Regions from separate parts of the Mus musculus genome. Here region 2 is linked to region 1. Evidence: chromatin contacts called from public Hi-C data. All regions are on one chromosome and are shown on one strand. Each heading gives the region's core, a stretch centred on a gene start, on an enhancer-like site or on the middle of the called end of the contact. The rest is flanking DNA. Distances are from core to core; before and after follow the strand shown. Region 1 holds the start of Mfsd9 (major facilitator superfamily domain containing 9). Region 2 overlaps Tmem182 (transmembrane protein 182).

What was found. A called contact is a pair of places that touch in the nucleus more often than the background predicts.
Region 2: a Hi-C map of the NIH/3T3 cell line shows a contact between it and region 1, with 4 times the contacts expected there. The contact joins the enhancer-like site here to the promoter of Mfsd9 in region 1. A contact is called at or near these places in 1 of 39 promoter capture datasets (3T3-L1-derived adipocytes), 1 of 15 datasets of contacts at CTCF or cohesin (the NIH/3T3 cell line), 40 of 484 Hi-C or Micro-C datasets (the AML12 cell line, LSK cells, the NIH/3T3 cell line and 24 more), 5 of 115 datasets of contacts at active chromatin or transcription factors (bone marrow-derived macrophages, embryonic fibroblasts, epiblast stem cells and 2 more) and 1 of 9 other capture datasets (adipose tissue).

The regions. Positions count from the first base shown.
Region 1 is chr1:40,788,419-40,792,241 of GRCm38.p6, forward strand. Mfsd9 (major facilitator superfamily domain containing 9) reads right to left here and starts at 2,239. Exons shown (of 6, transcript NM_172499.2): 1 at 2,067-2,239. The coding sequence starts at 2,201.
Region 2 is chr1:40,839,755-40,843,481 of GRCm38.p6, forward strand. All of the region lies in intron 4 of Tmem182 (transmembrane protein 182), which reads left to right. Among named protein-coding and RNA genes, the nearest start is that of Tmem182, 36 kb to the left of the region's middle. Within about 2 kb of position 1,382, at least 65 of the 459 cell types and tissues checked have an H3K27ac peak or open chromatin away from gene starts, as enhancers often do. A contact at or near this core is called in the NIH/3T3 cell line, adipose tissue, cardiac endothelial cells and 6 more, where this site is marked.

The sequences.
Region 1 (3,823 bases), core at 989-3,488:
CTCCCACTCATAAGTCAGCTTGATGGGAACACCTAGCCTTCCCCTTTGCATCAGCCTTTCCCAACGGAAACTGATGAATGCATTTGAGCTTCTCTGCCTTGTACAGGGAACGAAACCCAGAGTTTCTCCACTGGTGGGCTATTTCAATGCAGATAAATTGTCACCTGCTACAGGCTGGGAAGAGGGAAAAGAAACTGACCAGGTATCTGGACAAAAGCAGATGAAATCACAGACCTCGGCACTATCTTAGTTTAACCAAAATGCGCCAAAGGAATGGGTTTAGTATTCCTAGTGAACGAAGTTAAAATATCAAAATTATTGAGAGCTAAAACTAGAATATTTGCAAATGACTTCTCCAATCTTATACCCTTCCTCTTTCAGTCAGAAACCATTTTCTGAAGCCTTTTGGGGTCTCGGAATACATGAAAACAGCGACTAAACTGTGCGTAATATTGTCAATTACTTAAAAAATCAGCATAGGCTCCTTCAACAATACATACGGCTGCATAAGACTCTATACAACATTTCTCATTGAAAAAATAAAATCCTTGCCTTTTAAAAACTATGTGGAAATCATATGTATTTCCCTCAAGATGTGCTCTTGGATATATTATTCTCTTAAATATAGTATTACACGTCTCAAAATTTTACATCAGACTGGATTTACCATGTGCACGGCATATGGCAAACAGCAGAGGGTGTGGGTCTCCAAGTCTGTGTTGGAAGGCTGCACAGAATGAATGATGTATGAACTGCTTGATTTCATCGTAACTCCCAAACTATTGTGAATTCTAACTCCCGGTAGTTGCTGCTACCCTCTGGGTGAAGTCTGAATGTTCCAAGTGAGGGCCTGAGTCTTTTCCACATATAACCTTCGTGCCCTCTGTGGTGGGGCCTCAGCAGGTTGGAGACGTGCATCACCCCAGTGGATGACAGTCAGCATCCTTTCCCAGAAACATCCACTCCCCAGCTTTGGATTCTGAACAACCAGACTACACAGTGGAAGTAAATAATGTCTGCATCCCTAAAGTACAACCAAAAAGCAAGGACATTACTCTCTAAAGTCAAGGCAGGGAGCCTAAGAAGGGAAACTGTATATCTTGGGACCTGCAAAGTATACTTTAGGCAGAGATATCTCTCAGGCATGGTACTCAATACCTTCTAGCTCGGTGAATACAGACATTTGGTGAAATCTACTTCTTTCAAGATTCTAACAAGCATTAATTAAACGGAACCTCTACCAACTGTTGGACAATTTGGAATCCAAACAGAGGCTGCCTCTCTGTTCCTTAGCTACATGGCTCAGCATGCTAACTCCTAATTCCAGCAACCCTTCAGTCTGGAAAAAAAGAGTAGACTTACTTCATCTGGACAGGGAACAATAGGAATTGTTTTCTCAGGTTCAGTGCCAATCAGATAGATACCTGCCACAAAGTCTTTTCCCACTGATCATTCAACTAATTGGTTCCGTCTGCCTGATGAAGAAATCCTACTGAAAGATTTTTCCGGCTGCTTATAACCAGGCCTATTGAACTAAACCTCGCCTTGAAAGAGGAGCCAGTGTGAATCAGGGTCCAAGACTAAGACTGTAAATTCTCTGGAAGCAGAAACTGCTTATGATGTCAGTGCTCCAGGGCATGTACCACACGCGGCAGGCATTCAGAAACTTCATGAATATTCATTAGTAATGAAACTTCATTAATAAACAGATGGATGGGAGAATAACTTCTTAAGCTTCTCATTCTACAGGGCAAAGGACTATTTGTGGACCAAACCAATACACACATGCACAGACATTATAGCAAAACAAAAACACATGCCATTTTGCCAAAGACAATTGTGTGCCGTTCACCTTAACTTCCAATCTCCAGCTTTAAGGCCTCCAGTGTAGACCCCTCCAGGGTCAAGGAGTCACACCTGAGGTCAGTGGTGAAAGGGCAAGAGGAGGCACCTCACAGCACACTTCAGACTCCGGGCTGGAGCTGTGTAAAATACCCGGGAACTTGAGGTAAGTGCAAGTCTGCAGAGACTTGGTGCTTTTCCCCAGCCCCGGTGCGGGCACTCACCAAGAAGCCTACAAGGTAGAGCCAGAGCAGGAAGCGGCGGGAGCTCACAGCACTAGACGGTGCTGTGGCTGTCACCGGGGTCTCCGAGGCTAGATCCTGCCTCGAAGCCCCGTGCCCCGGGACCCCCAGCGCCATTCCCAGGAGGGCTGGGGGTGCGGACAGCTTAGCCGACTGCAGACCACGCCCCCGCCGTGGCCACGCCCAGGATTGACCACGCCCATGGCGGAAGCGATCTGCGTGCGCCTGCGCAGATGGAAGGTCGCGCCGCTGGGTGGGTGTGACTACTGTTGTGGTGGTACCTACCGCGGGCGTCTTAATTCAAGATCGCAAGTTCTGTGACAAGTGACTGGTGCCATCTTTCCTCGCTCCCTGGTGGTGTAAGGCACGAAGGAATTGTGTCTTTTTGCTAGTACCAGGTTTTCTTCAGTGATAGCCGTTCTGGCTTTAAGGATCACAGACCCAGGGCCCTACTTCCTACTTGGCTCTACAGACCTGGAACGAGTTAAGGTGGCTGTGGAAGCTTTCGTATGCATTTGAAAAACAATGGGTAGTAATTTAGAGAGACTTCTAGATATCCAAGAAGTCTGTAAGCATTAGTCAGCACTTCGTAGCTCTACAAGGAAAACAGGCCAGAAATAGGCTGAGAGTTGGGCTTCAGGGAGTAACAGGAGCACACCATGAAAAGCATGAAGAATTGTAAATAATAAACGTACAATAGAGAGATACACAAAAGTTAGAGGACACGTGACATAAGGAAGTGTGAGCCTTGGTGTGCTTGTGGGATCTGCTTAAATCCAACGGAACTCAAACTTCAGGGCGATGCAGATGACAAAAACTTACTATAACCAAGACACTATTAATCAATCAGGGCCACAGAAAAGACAGGAGAGCTGAACTATGATCTCAAAGAGATACTGTATAGCATAGTTAAAGCAGGAAACCATAAAGAGAGGGGGAGCTGGGTGGGCTGTAACATTGTCAATCATATTTAAAGATAAGGGGTTGAGCAAGGGCGTTTCCATCAATCAGGATAGGAGTAGGTTCCTGGACATGGGAACATGAATTTTGTTTGACCCTGCCAGCCAAGATGGAAAAGTTAGTTGTCCCTGAGATATCTGGACTCAGACAACTGTTTCCTTACAGCAGAAGCTGTTCAGCTATAGCGAACTCCCCAGCTCCCTAGGGCCTGGGACCTTGACTTGACTTTCTCCTCGTGATTAAATGGAAAACGAAATGGTAGAATTTAGAATACATTCCTTTTGCTTGTTCCCAATGTGCTGACCAAAGAAGTAGAGTCTGTAGTGCCTTAGGCTTCAAGATGGGTGTGACCAAAACATCCAAACACAAAGATGTAGAATAAACAGGGTTTCAGTCATCTATAGCCTAGAGGTTTCATTCTGAGAGCAGTGGACAGAAACAAAGTAGATGTGTGATATTTAATAGTTAGTGAACTATTAACCATTGTCAGTAGCCCCACTTCAGTTGTGTGAGCCCATGTGCATGCAAGCACAAGCTCCTGTGTGTGTGTGTGTGTGTGTGTGTGTGTGTGTGTGTGTGTGTGTGTATCAGGTAAAATGCCTTGGCCTACAGAAATCTTTGGCTGTGGCTGCTTCCTTATGGGATCTGGAACAGAAGAAAACCAACACCTACTAACAGCATTTCTTAAGTTTTGTCACAGAAGAGACTAGAATTAATAGTTCAAAGTCTGACTTGATTCCCTGAAATTGAAGAGTCCCCTCTGCAGTCCCTCAATTTAC
Region 2 (3,727 bases), core at 132-2,631, 50 kb after region 1:
CTATGTGATTTCTGAATATTTTAATCATACTGCAAAGGAACCTCATCTCCCTCTACATGAAACTACTAACCTACCTGTTTCTGTGTATTCGCTAATTTGGAATGATTTGTGTAAAGGATATTCCGTGTGTTTTGGAAGAGATTTTCCTTTAAAATGCCATTTCCCTCTAATCTGGGACAGTGACTATCCTGAAAGCTACCGAAGTAGATGATTATGAGAATAGATTCTCTTGTTTTTTTATTTTCTTGATGGATGGCACAGTTACAAAATGTGTGCATGATTTTGCAAGAATATAAAGAAAACTAACATGACCTGAAACAAAACATTAAAGTTCATTGTGTGGTTTGGGGCTGGAAAAGTCATGTGTTCGGAGTTGATCAAAGTTAGCATTCCACTACAAATTTTTACCATAAATACAGACTTTAAGCAACAGTGATGTCAACAACTGGACTTAAAATTGAACACTATGAACAGAAGAACTTTAAAATATCTGCCTATTACCCATGATGTAACAATTTTATCCTTTCAAAGTTATATGATACATTATGGAGAGCCTTGGGGAACACGGCTGCTTTTCTTGCCCTAGATTCATCATCCAGGAATGATTTCCTTGTGCCATGTGGAATGCAGAGTTGCACTGAATTGAACGTCAAATACTTCATTTAGTTAGGTTTCATAAATTTCAAAATGAGGACATTTCAGGCTACGGGCCAAGAGTTCCAAACTCCCGTCCCTCCTGGGGCTTGTCAGACCATCGCTTTCTTGACTCTGTCAGACCACCTTGCTTTCTCTATGGTGCTCTGCCAGGCACTTAGAAACAGGTGCGGTTCAGTCTCAGGGTAGTCTGGCCAATTTCCCCACGCCACAAACAGGACGGAGTAGTTATTGGCCAGATGAGTCTTAGGGAAGGGCACAACTGACTTCCACACGGCCATTCCGGGCGTGTACACACACATACAGAGGCTCTTTGTCATCAGCAGAGGCCTGTGCAGGTCATTCCATGCTTGGCAGAGGGACACTGAAGTTGCAGCTGTTGGGTGGGAGCAAAAGTTTGGTCCATGATATCTCCATGCTGTGCCAACTCAGGGCAGGGCCCGGAGAGCAGTGTGGCCTCACCCTGTACTTGACACTCACCCCCCCCCCCACACACACACACACACCGGGGCAAAAAGACACTGTTTTGGAAGACTATAGAGTCTGTGGCGTCTTTTTGTTTGTTTGTTTGTTTGTTTGGGTTTTTTATCAGAAGCTCAAGGGTTCAGCAAAAGTTGCCTGTGTTTTCTTCCTTAGAAACCATTATTTGTGCATGCGATGGGAACACCCACAGCAACCACATACTGGAGATGCCCTGTGTACAGGAAGAAGTGGTCATCACAGAAAGCCAATGTCAGTGGGCTTAGCAGAAGAGGCCCCTTTCCCTCTGGTTGAGACTGTACATGAGGTTCACAGGAGGGTACTGGGCAAATCTTGTCCAGCCTCACTCTTCCATATAAGGAACAGGAGGAAGTAAGTGGAGAGGCCCCAGTCAGAGCAGAAGGTGACTGGAGACCAAAGTAGGAAGGGATTAGGAAGGAACCTGCTGACAGGCAAGGCTCACAGGTCTCCAGCTGTACTGGCTGCCCAAGTGCCTGTACTATGAAGGTCTGCGGACAGTGGCTATGCCTGTCAAACAGTCTGTGTGGAGACAGACTGGGAATAGATACATGTAAAGCTATGGTGGCTCTGCTGAAGTCTCTTTCAGACATGACTTTCCTACTGAGTAGGCTTCCGAAGTCACCCAGAAGCTGAACTCCCTAACAGGAAATGACGTATTTCCCAAAGCCCAGGGCTCTGTTTTCACTCTGAGCACTATGGGGCTGGAGGTGGTTGAGGAAAGAGTGCTTCATAGAACTGTGTCCTGACCTGTGCCTGCCTCATGGCCTTGGAGCAGACAAAGCCCCCCAGCTGATCATCTGCAGAGCTGCAGTTTGGATGTCCTCAGAGAAGCCCTGTTAGGGGAACGTGAAGACCTCACCACTCTCTTGCTCCTTCGAGTGATGCCTTCATGGTACCCTCGGGTGCTTTATGTGGGACCGTGCCTACACAGGTGTTCTAAGTGCTACAGGGAAAAGCTTTCCAAAATTGCACTTCCTGCTATCCTGGGTCTGATATTTCAGACAATTGCCACATAGGAGCTAAAGGAAGTCAGCCTCACCCAGTCCTACACAGGAAAGATCAGCCAAGATTTATATATATATTTAAAAGTAATTAGTGTATTTACTTTATATCCCAATGACAGCCTCCCCTCCCTCCTCTCCTCCTGCTCTCTCCCTCCCCAACCCTCCTTCCCTTTCTCCTCAGAAAAGAATAGGCCTCCCGTGGATATTAATCCTCTTTGGCATATCAAGTTGAAGCAGGACTAGGAGCATCTTCTCCTGTTGGGGCTAGACAAGGCTGCCCAGTTTAGGGAAAGGGATCCAAAAGCAGGCAATAACGTCAGAGACAGCCCCTGCTCCTGCCGTAAGAGGCCCCACATAAAAGCCAAGCTGCTCATGTGTTATACATGTGCAGAGGGCCTAGGTCCATCCTACACATGCTCCCTGGTTGGTGGTTCAGTCTCTGTGAGCTTCTATGGGCCCAGGTTAGTTGATTCTGTGGGATTTCTTATGGTGTCCTTGACCTCCCTGGCTCCTACACTCCTTCCTTCTCCTTTTCCAAAAGCTTCACCAAGCTCAGCTCCACCTAATGTTTGGCTGTGGGTCTCTGCATCTGTTTCCATCTGTTGCTGGGAGAAGCTTCTCTGATGACAGTTATGTTAGGCTCCTGTCCCCACACATCTTGTAGGCAGGACAAATTGTGGGTCAAAGGTTTTGTGGCTGAGTTGGTGTCCCCATCCCTCCACTGGAATTCTTGCCTGGTTATAAGAGCTAGCCATTTCTGGTTCCATACTTCTCATTGCTAGGAGTCTTAGTCATAGACTCTTGCGAGTTTCTATTGTCCTAGCTTTCTAGCTTATCCCAGAGACGACCCCCTCCAACCTGATTCCAGTTCTCTCTCCCTCTGTCCTCCCCATGCCTGATCTCTCCTGCACCTCTCCCTACTCCTTCTCCCATCCAGATTCCTCCCTTCCTCTACCCCAGATGTCTATTTTATTCCCTCTTAATGAGATTCAAACATCCTCCCTTGGGCCCTCCTTGTTGTTGCTTCGGTCTATGGATTGTAGCATGACTATCCTGTTTTCTATGGCTAATATCCACTAATCAGTACATACCATGTTTGTCTTTCTGGGTCTGAGTTACCCCACTCATAATGATCCTTTCTCGTTCCATCCATTTGCTTGCCAATTTCATGGCATCCTGGTGTTAATAGCTGAGTAGTACTCCATTGTGTAAATGAATGCCATTTTCTTTATCCATTCTTCATTTGACAGTCATCTGAGTTGTTTTTAGTTTCTGGCTATTACGAGTAAAGCTGCTATGAACATAGTTGAGCAAGTGTCCGTATGGTATGATGGAGCATCTTTTGAGTATCTACCCAGGAGTAGGGTAGTTGGGTCTTGAGTAGAATTATTTCCACTTTTCTGAAAAACTGCCAAATTGATTTCCATAGCATCTATACAAGTTTGCACTGCGACCAGCAATGAAGGAGTGGTTCCTTTTGCTCCACATCCTCAGCAGCATGAGCTGTTGCTTGAGGTTTTGATCCTAGCCATTCCGATGGGTATCAGGTAGAATCTCAGAGTTCTTTA